3 separate regions of the Sus scrofa genome follow, and all the other regions are linked to region 2. Evidence: chromatin contacts called from public Hi-C and HiChIP or PLAC-seq data. All regions are on one chromosome and are shown on one strand. The core of a region is the stretch at or near the end of the contact, and the rest is flanking DNA. Distances in the headings are between cores, read along the strand shown. Region 1 holds the start of ZNF423 (zinc finger protein 423). Region 2 overlaps ZNF423 (zinc finger protein 423). Region 3 overlaps ZNF423 (zinc finger protein 423).

Evidence for each region. Hi-C and Micro-C count contacts between places; a contact is called where the count stands out from the background. HiChIP or PLAC-seq counts read pairs in DNA pulled down with a chosen protein or histone mark.
Region 1: an H3K27ac HiChIP or PLAC-seq map of skeletal muscle shows a contact between it and region 2, with 5 times the contacts expected there. The contact joins the promoter of ZNF423 here to the enhancer-like site in region 2. A contact is called at or near these places in 7 of 47 Hi-C or Micro-C datasets (brain, epiblast stem cells, mesenteric adipose tissue and 4 more) and 1 of 2 datasets of contacts at active chromatin or transcription factors (skeletal muscle).
Region 3: a contact with region 2 is called in a Hi-C map of skeletal muscle, with 2.2 times the contacts expected there. The contact joins two enhancer-like sites. A contact is called at or near these places in 1 of 47 Hi-C or Micro-C datasets (skeletal muscle) and 1 of 2 datasets of contacts at active chromatin or transcription factors (skeletal muscle).

The regions. Positions count from the first base shown.
Region 1 is chr6:34,927,548-34,930,658 of Sscrofa11.1, reverse strand. It overlaps ZNF423 (zinc finger protein 423), which reads right to left and starts at 1,373. Exons shown (of 8, transcript XM_021094227.1): 1 at 1,269-1,373.
Region 2 is chr6:35,084,202-35,087,607 of Sscrofa11.1, reverse strand. The region is part of intron 3 of ZNF423 (zinc finger protein 423); the gene reads right to left. LOC110260968 (a long non-coding RNA gene) reads left to right here. Exons shown (of 2, transcript XR_002344614.1): 1 at 1-634; 2 at 1,398-1,833. Among named protein-coding and RNA genes, the nearest start is that of ZNF423, 160 kb to the right of the region's middle. Within about 2 kb of position 1,672, at least 9 of the 83 cell types and tissues checked have an H3K27ac peak or open chromatin away from gene starts, as enhancers often do. A contact at or near this core is called in omental adipose tissue, retroperitoneal adipose tissue and skeletal muscle, where this site is marked.
Region 3 is chr6:34,950,893-34,954,310 of Sscrofa11.1, reverse strand. All of the region lies in intron 1 of ZNF423 (zinc finger protein 423), which reads right to left. Among named protein-coding and RNA genes, the nearest start is that of ZNF423, 23 kb to the right of the region's middle. Within about 2 kb of position 1,575, at least 36 of the 83 cell types and tissues checked have an H3K27ac peak or open chromatin away from gene starts, as enhancers often do. A contact at or near this core is called in skeletal muscle, where this site is marked.

The DNA of each region.
Region 1 (3,111 bases), core at 124-2,623, 160 kb after region 2:
TTATCAATCTCGCGGATCGATAAGTTGCCACTTGGAGAGAGGAGGGCTGCGTCCCCTCGGAGACGAGTTACCCGGGGCAACCTTTCACGGAAAAACCCGCTGCCCGCCGAGAGCCGCGCCGGGGCCGGCCGGGCAGCGGCGCCCGCCCCAAGCAGGGCGCCTGCGCCCCGCGGTTCCCCAGCCGGCCTGCCAGTCGCGCCCGCGCCCCACTCTGCTGGCTTCGCGGTCCCACTCGGCTTGCTCGCCTCTCTGGGCCTCCGGGTTCCGACCCAGTGCTGGACCGATAACAGAGATAGATGCCACCCTCGCAGATGGGGTGCAGGGATCGGCCTTAAGGCAGGTTCAGGGAAGAAGACCAAGCTTGCGCGCTCAAGGCCGTCTCCGAGGTAGAGTCGGGCGACCAGAGAAACGCGACGCCGCCGAGGCATACACTCTGACACCGGGAGGCAGAGAGCGAGTATCCCTAGAGAGACCGGGACGGAGACGTCCCCTAACTGGTACTCAGGCTCAGAGGTCCACCTTTTCCCCTCGTTAGGGCTGCCGCCCCCAGGATCACCGCCCTCCCCAGCTCTTGCGTCGAGAGTGTCCGACATCTCGGCCTTCCCGGAGGGAAATAGGAGCCGCCTCCCGCAGCTCAGGGATGGCCGGGGTTATGATGAGAGGGGGTGCCAAGGGCCTAAGCGAGGGCAGAGGCCACAAGACGCCTGGGAAGGAGCCAGGAAGGAGGGGCCGAATCGGCAGCTCCCCACCCCCGCCGGCGCCTGGGATCGCGGCCCGCGGAGAGAGGCTGACAGGCGGCAGATGGCACACGCTGGGGGAGGGGGGCGATTGGCCTCGGCTCCGGGGTGCCCCCGCCGCGGGCTGCCTCTCCTAGGGGGAGGGGGTGGAGAACAGCCCGCGGCTTGCCCTCCCAGGCTCTCTGGGGGGCTGGAGACTGCGGATCGTGCCCAGCCGGGAGCCTGGAGAAAGAAGGGATGGACAAAAGGAGCGCGGCGGGGAAGGGGTTGCTGGAGGAAAGGAGGGGTCACCGAGCGGGGAGGGCTGGTTGGAGACCCGCGGCGCTGCCCTTTTTCCACCCTCAGGAACTGCGGAAGGCCCAGAGGCCAGAGGTGGGGGTAACAGGCTGAGGGGCAGGCGACAGGCCATCCACAAGGGAACGAATCCACAAGGCTAGGTGTCCTAAACAAGCGCACAGTTTTTTAGACCCACTCCTGCGCGTCGCCGTTGCACACTTTCGCGTCCCGACGCTCACCCCTCCCCCAAAAGACCTGGCTGCAGCCTCCCAGCTCGATGGTTTTCGGGGTGCGGAAGGAGTTCCACTTCGTCCCTGCGTCCCTGCTTCGGCCCGGCCTGCTCGCTTAGAAGCTTGTTTCGTTTTTAACTCCTTTCAGAAATATGCTGTTTTAAGGAAAATTCCAGAGCAGCAAAAATCCGGGATCTCCTTACTGAAAGGGTCTCAAGAGGCACCGGGTGAGGGCAGGGCTAGCTGCCTGCTGCAAGGGCTTTGCTTCTCACCAGCCTGGCCACTTGAGGCCAGAAAAAAAGTCATTTTCAGATACCGTTTGGTACCCCACCTGCTCCCTTCCTGCGGGGTACCCAGGAGTCTGGGCCCCTCCCGCCATGAGAAAAGTCCCCTTGTCGCCTCTTCTTCCTAGTGAAGGGCTGCTCCGGCCCTACCCAGAGGCTGGCTAGGGAACCCCTTTGTAAACTGTAAGGAACCCCCATTGGGAAATGCAAGAGAAATTACAAGGTAATGTTTGTGAAAACAAATAAGACCTTGTCCACATAAACGGGGCATCTTCCTTCTGAGTCACAACTTCACTGGAGGACAGGCGCCTCTCACTCAAGGTACTGCCTTTCCACACCCAAGGATGTAAGGATGTAAATCCCCAGACACACACCCAATTAGGTGTCCCTCTGAGTTTCAAAAAGAAGCAGGTGTCATCCAGAGCAGCCTGGTAAATGCCGGAGGAGCAGTGGGTGACAAAAAACAAGGTAGACAAATAAAGTAAAATAAGATAGGGCTCCTGTTGTGACTTCGGAACTAGTATCCTGGAGTTCCCACTGTGACTCAGTGGGTTAAGAACCTGACTAGTATCCATGAGGATGCAGGTTCAGTCCCTGGTCTGCCCCACTGGGTTAAGGATCCTGCGTTGCCTCAAGTTGTGGCATTGGTCAGATCGGTGTTGCCATGGCCAGCAGCTATGGCTGGGATTCTACCCCCTAGCCTGGGAACCTCCATATGCTTCAGGTGCGGCCCTAAAAAAGACCAAAAAAAAAAAAAATTACATAAACTAGTATCCCTGAAAAGTCTCCAAAGTTGTTCAAGAGGTGCTTTGCAATAAGTGACCAAATGACTCCTTTCTTGCCCTACACACACATATACACACACACACACACCTGTGTGTTTTAAATGACACTTGAGGAGTTCCCGTCGTGGTGCAGCGGTAAACGAATCCGACTAGGAACCATGAGGTTGCGGGTTCAATCCCTGGCCTCGCTCAGTGGATTAAGGATCCGGCATTGCCATGAGCTGTGGTGTAGGTTGCAGACGTGGCTCGGATCCCATGTTGCTGTGGCTCTGGTCTAGGCTGGCAGCTACAGCTCCAATTTGACCCCTAGCCTGGGAACCTCCATATGCCCTGGGAGTGGCCCTAGAAAAGGCAAAAAAAAAGACTAAATAAATAAATAGATGACACTTGAATATATACAATCTGGAATTTGTGATCTTTGTTTAGACATTTTCATAACTTGAGAATCACACTCTCCACTGGGAAAACTTGCATCAGCCTATAAGAAAGAAATCATTTTGGGGAGGGAAGATGAACCCTCAGTTTTCCCCCAGGAAATAAGTTCATTCCTTTGTTAGTTGTTTAGTCAACATTCATGTATTCACTGAGTGCCTACTGCGTGCCCAAACTGAGGGTAAGACAACAAACAAGCAGGACCACAGTGCCTCCTTGCTGGGGCTTGTTCTCTAGTGTGGAGGCTGACTTTTAATAAATGGCCACATAAATAATTATTTAATTACCGTGGCGAACAATCCTGAGAAGGAAAAATATAGTGTAAATGAGGCCAAAAAGCAGAGGGTCACAGCAGTGGTTTGGCTGA
Region 2 (3,406 bases), core at 423-2,922:
CCCGGCCGATGCAGGAATGCTGGCAGTCCTGGGGGAGGAGGGCAGCTGGGCCTAAGGTCAGCCCCTCCCCAAATCAGGATAGGGTGGACCTGATGGATCAGAAGCCTCTCGGTCCTGCCCGCCTGGGCCCTTGGGCCCTTCTGTCACCTGACCTTTGCGATAAAGTCCATATCACCTAGCCAGACATGGGATGGGAGCAGGGTAGCTCCCTGAAAGAGGAAAGGCCAGGACACGTGGCAGTAGAGGTGACCAAAGTCCCTCTAGCCTCCAGCATCCCCTGCCAAAGGCAGGGTTCCTTTCCTTACTACTAACTACCTACCCCATAGGATCCTGGTGCCTGTGCCGAGCACCGGGTAGAACCACGCGCTTCCCTTAGATTCCCCTTACTTGGAGGCCTATGCCTTGCACCCCCGGACTGACACGCCACACGCCGTTTTTCTGCACACTGCTTTTCATTTCAAAAGGCCCCAGGGAAGATTTTTGGAGTGTTTTATTTGCTTCAGATCCTACAGCCGACCCGGGGCCTCCCTGGGGGCACGGCGGGACTCGCTCTGGAACCAGAAGCCGGGCCGCCGTCGTGCAGAGGAGTGGGTGCTGTGCGGCGTCATGCATTCACGCGCGTCCCTGCAAGCAGGTGTGTCCTGGCGTGTGCACAACAAAAGGCCAGCTGAACGCCTCACCTACGGAGCAGGCGGGCAGCGTGAGCCGGCGGCCACAGCCTGGTTGGTCCATTGTTGAGAAGGGCTGCCTTTCAAGGAACAAAAAAGGTTGCGGGGCGGCGAGGGGCGGGGGTGGGGGGGGGGCAGCATACGCAGCGCACGCAGGAGAGGCTGGCGGGCGCATCTGTACGCAGCCTGAACTGCTGTCCCATTATCGGCGTGCGGTCTCACCCCCCCCCCCCCCCGCAGCATCGTCCGGGAAGTGCGTGTGTGCAAGTGTGTGTATGTAGGGGGGGTATGTGTCTGTGTGTGTGTGCAGGGCCCGGCCCAACACATTGTCCTGCCCAGCCAGGAGACCAGGAGCCCAGCACTCTTACAAAGACATGGATTTTCCTCCTTCCCTTCCGGAGCAAGATCAGATGAGCTCCTGGAGTGACGCATCCTTAACTTTTCAGTGGGGTTTTCTTTCTCGGACTTGTTTGTTTGTAATATATATTTGAAAACCCGGGCTCTAATTGTGTCGGTTCTCCTCCGCGTCGCCCCGGCTCCCACCCCCCCAAAGCAAGGAGGGCATGTGCTGATTATCTGAGCGAACAGGCTGTTCGCGGGGGCATCCTGGGCTCTGGGAATGCCAGGGGGTTCGAAATTGGGGACGGGGGGGCGGGAATTAATTGCCAAGAAAACACAAGGCTGTGCTGTGACTTTGATTCCATCAATTACCATTATCTTTCTCCGCAGGTCCGCCAACCATCCCCCGGAACCGGCCCTGTGTTTAACTTTCTTTGCCAGTCCTGATACCCCGTCAGATTTCTGGCGGTGCCACGCCGCCCGCCTGGGCTCCTTCTGGGCCCTTATCAGCCTCTCCCAGTCAGCCTGGCCCGGCACAGCTGTTCCAGGCCCTCAGCCCCTCACTTTATCTGCTCGCACAGACCTCAACCTGGCAAGCGGCGGGCCCGGCGCCTGCTCCACATTCCCCAGGAAGCCGGCTGGGAACACAGCCGCCCTGCTCCCAGAATCCTCTGGGAGTTCATTACCAGCCCGGGTACCCCAGCCCCGCAGCCAAGGTGCGGACCGCGCCGCCCAGCCTCGCCGCCGGCATCATTAAAACTCCAACCTTCTGAAGAGAAGAAAGAACAAAACCACAAATTTAGATTAATAAAGCATTTGTTGATTCTACAGCAATTTAGCAGGCCCCTAAGAAACCCACCAGAGACCCGCAGAGCTCCAGTAATTTTCTGTTATATTATCTTTCTTGTAAAATACTTCCCCAGACAGAGTTCCCAAAGGGGCTCAAATATCACTGTGACTAACCAAAATCAATGTGCACTCACCTATTGACATTTTTACATAGTTTTTGGATTTAGTATCCAGCCGAAAACACAATCAACTCCTCTGCCAAGGAACCGACAGGCACTTAGCTAGTCAGCTATTAGTGTTACAAAGGAAAAAATGCAGGCACCCAGGGGAGCAGGGCGAGGAGGCAGTGACGTCAGGGGGTAATTGGGTGTCTGAGAGAAATTGCCAGCGGCTGGCCGGCTCCCCCGGGGCTGCACAAAGCTGAGCTGTAACTCTAATAAAGGAGAGGAAATTCTAGAAAAGGGGGCTTTGCTACAAAGGAGCCCGGGCAGACAAAAATAGCCCCTTGGAAATAAATAAATAAGGGTGGTCAAAGCATATAGATCTAAAAAATAAAATAAATCACTGCACAGAGGAGGTTTTTCTGGCCTCCGTTCCCTGGACATCTGTCTGGAGCTCAAGGATGGACGCCGCCTTGGCCCCCACCCCCGCCCCCAACCTTCCTCTCTGGAACCACATGGATTTTCATGCCAGAAGGAGGTTTGCCATCTCTTTGGGTGAATAGCGTGGGTTTTCTAAAGAACCTAAGTTAACAATCCCCTGTTTCCCGAAGGCGGTGTCTTCCAATGATCACTTTGAGACTCACAAGGAGGTGTTTCTATTGTTCCGGTTTGGGTTGTTTTAGATCTTTGGTTTGGGGGCTATTGGGTTGGGGGAGATGCTGTTACACCGCCACCTTCATTCAGTGAAAATTTTACAGATTCTTGCCACACGGCCCAGGCCTCCCCTGGGGGGGGGGGGGAGTCTGTTTTCTTGGGCCGTGGGTTAAATTTTCTTCCTGTGCCGCTCTCCCACCCCCTGCTCTGGCTCTCAACCCTGAGGTCAGAGGCTGTGGCAGCATCTGAGCCAACTTCACTGGCTCCCCCAAAATGAGGCCAAAGTCACTTGGAGGAGGACAGAAAAATGGCAGCTCCCACCCTGCAGCCCAAGAACCAGGCCCCAGGCGAGGATCCAGCCTCCCTTGGGAGTCTGCAGCCCTCGGAAGGCCCCCAGGAGGGGGGAAGGGGCGGGAGAGGATGGTCTGAGGCCCAGAGGCTGATGGGAAATTCAGGCCTTCCTGGGCAGGCGGGAGAGGGTGGCGGCTTGGGGGAAAAGGTGGCAAGAATGGGATTCCCAGGGTCAGATGCTATTGCATGGATTTGAAAGAAAAAGGAAAAATAGGCCCAGGATTTAAAAAAAAAAAAAAATAATAGAAAAAGAAAAGGAAAAAAAAGCAGAATGCACTCCAACCCAAAGCTACTTGAAAATTGGTCTGAACAAAGGTCTTCGGCTAAAAATGTCAAATCAGCGCCACAGGGCTCCCTGCCCTCTCGTCTCGGAGCCCCTGCTGAAGCCCATGGGGCCTGCTGGGAGGAGAAAAGGCCCCTCCTGGGGTCTGCCCAGGGCTGTAA
Region 3 (3,418 bases), core at 326-2,825, 130 kb after region 2:
AGGATGGATGGATCTCCAGGCAGGAAGAAAGACCCGCGCATGCGCCCGGCTCCAGACCCCAGTATTTATATAGTTTCATAAACTGCGAGTGATTATTTTGCTTCATAAGAACAATCACTATGCAAATGAAACCTCCAGCTAATACAAACACGGCTGTTAAATTCACTTGCCAATGTTTATGAAAAGAAAACTCGCGCAGCCCTGACCAAGCCTGCTAAGAAAATGTTTAATCACAAGATACGTTTAAGTGAGGAAATTAGGCAAATAAGAAAAGATGTCCTGATTTTGCTTCCAGGACCCCCACCCCCACCCCCGCTCCACCACCACCCACCCCCTCCTCTGTTCAGTAAGACAATGATGGTGAAATAACAAGGTTCCCAGAGGACGGACAGATGTCAAGACTCAAAGAAGAAAAGACAGAAAATGCAGAGACTAGAGAAGCACGGTTCCCCAAATTTGGGCAGTACCCTCGGGGTCTGCCGCCCAGTTCTGCACATTTGTGTTTTGCCGAGATTATGAGACGCGGGAGAGGGGAAGGGCTCGCAGGGGGTTCCGCAGGCCTGAGCTGGTGGTCATGCAGGGAGCGTGCAGAAATTCCCGCTGGCTCATGGCTCCTGCGGTTGGCAGCGCTGGAAGCCAGGACACATCCTGTGCACAGAGTGATCACACGTGGGGCCAGGGCCCTGGACCACAGAACCAGGCCTCAGGATGGAGTGAGTTCCCAGCTGGCGGGCATCCTGGGGCCTTGGCTTCCCACAGCCTGTGGCGGGGCAGGGGGCAGGGGTGGGGACCCATGCAACACCAGAGCAGGGCAGAGGGACAGGGGCCTCAGGCAGGACCCCTGAAGGAGGATCTCGAGTCCTCAGACAGCCAGGCAGTAGTCCAGGAAGAGTGAACGGCCCTGGTATAGGGATGGCTTCTAGAACGTTAGGGCAATGGAAATTCATCTTACAGGATTTGCTTGAGTTCAAACCCCAGTGGTTCCACCACGGACTCCCTGTGTGACCTCGAGCAAATTACTTTCCCTTTCTGCATCACATCTAAAGCCTTATCTTTTAATAGGCCTGAGGCTTACATCATTTCGACAACACAGTGAGATCACATGTAACATGCTTAGCTGAGTTCTTGGAACATAGTAAATGCTCACTAAAGGTTAGCTATCTGGTCCAAATCCTTCATCCCATCGATGAGGCCCAGAGAGGGTGGGCGGATTTCCCCACATCACACAGATCAACAGCCCACACGGAACTTGACCCCAGCTCCAGTCTCTCCAGCAGAGATTTAGAAGAAGGGGTGGAGGCGAGGGCCTGGCCCGGCCCCACGGGCCCCTCTGGGAAGTGTGCTCGGCCAGGAGGCAGCGGTAGGAGGGACTTCTGGAGCAGCAGCTCCCTGGGGCTGGGGGAAACCGGAGCCTGGGCCTGGCAGGGCCTCCCAGGGGCCCAGGCAGGGGCAGCTGTCCAGAACTGTCTGTCCATGGAGGGGGCAGGGAGGCTGCCACTCGGAGCACGCCGTGTGCCAGTCCCTGGGGCCGGGCCGGCTCAGCCTGCTGGCTCCATCCAGAGCCCGCCCCAAGGGATGCCGGGGGAGGCAGCCAGGATCAGAGCCGCCGGCTGCGCGCTCCCCTCCCCCAGCAACAGGGGACTAAAGTGGGTCAAGGAGGAAGGAGGGGGCCCAAGAGGACTGGGGGAGGGGCCCTAGGAGCTCAGAAGGCACCCAGAGGGAGGGGACAGAGGGAAGATGCCTGGAAAAGCAAAACCATGTGTGCAGTGGGCCTTGGGGGGCCAGGGCAGAGCTGCCAAGGACTTGGGGCTTCTCAAAATCGCCTCAGAATTAACTCCAACGGGCTTTCCTCCTGGCTTCTGCCCCCAGAGGGTTGGTGCTTCCCTTTCTTCCGCCACCCCCTGGCCTTGGGGGCTCTGCTTTCCCCCTCGCCTCTCCTAGAGCCCTGCCCCCCACTCGCCATCAGCTCTGGCCTCCTGGCTCAGACCTGGAGGGGGGCCCAGCCCAGCAGTCCAGCCAGGAGGTGCAGCCTAGGGAGAAGCAATCCAGCTGACCCCATCCTGGGCCCAGGCTCAGGGGGGACAGTGGTGGTGCCAGGTCAAGCCAGGCCCCAGTCACCAGGGAGAATGCTAAGAGTGGGGCCCACAGCCCCAATCCTACCCCCCCGCCACTACCCACCCAGCCCAGGGGCATCCTTGGGAAGCCTGGTGCAAAATGAAAGGGAGGAGGAGGCAGGAAATGCCAAACAGGGCTGGTCCCAGCAAGGAGGGGAAGCCAGGCCCCCAGGCCCCTCAGAGGTAGGGGCTGGGGTTGGGGGGGGGGCAGAGCTCGACCCAGAGAGACACAGGCTCCAGTCGGCCTCCACCCTTGGCTGGCCCTGGCCCAATCATGGGCTTCTCTCCCAGCTCCTCCACCCTGCATGGCCCAAAAAAAAAAAAAAAAGGAAACCACCACCCAGGCAACTCGATATGGTCCAGAAACCTCCAGGGTCCCTGGGTTCCAGGAAGCCTGCACAGGAGGGGGTGGAGGGCAGAGAATACAGAGGGTCAGTGCCCAGGGAGAGGGATTTCAGGAGCGGGGGCAGGGGGTGGGGAGGGACCCTGCAGCTCCCGGGCCTCTTGGTCACTTTGGGCGTAGGTCAAAGGGCTGCCTGGAAACCCAGCCCTGGAGGGACATGCGCCCTGGGTTCAAACCCAAGCTCAGGGGAAAGTGTTGGCCCATGCAGGCTCATAGGCCATGTCCTGGGCCCAAGGGGCCGTTTGTGGAAACAGAGAGAGGCCCAGAGGACTGGGCCCTTTAAATCTTTGAGTTCCCTCCGCAAGGCCACCCACCCCCAACCACTGCATCCAAGATTCCTGGGCCGAGCCAGCAGGACTCTTGGGGCCTGAGGGTGGGGAGTGAGGGTAGAAGGAAGGACTCCCCACGCTAAATGTGGCACGTCAGCACCTCCCACCTAGCAGAAAGAGGGCTGGCCTGCCCCCCCCCGCGGGGTGCAGGGGGGGTGCAGTTCCTAAGAAAGCAGGAAGCAGGTACAGCCCTGTCCACCAGCCACCCCAAATGTCCCAAGGGCCTGGCTACATCCTCCCACCCAACCTGTCCAAGCTGCTTCTCCCACAGCTGAACTTTAGAAGTAGGCCCAGGCAGGCCAGAGAGGGGGAGGGGAGTGGGGCGTGTGGACTTGGCCACCGGCTGGGTCCTCAGGGGGAACGCGGTGTTACAGCCTCAGAGTTCATAACTGTTTATGGGTCTGTCGCCCAGCCTGGCTCCTGGGGGAGGGGAAGCCACTCATCCACCAGGGATACAGAAGGTGGCTCTGGGAGTGACGCGGGCAGGCACACGGTGTCAGCTGGCCTGGTCATGATGTGTGACCTCGGATCTCAGGCTGCCCCTCCAAGCTCCCTCACCTGCAGGATGGCAA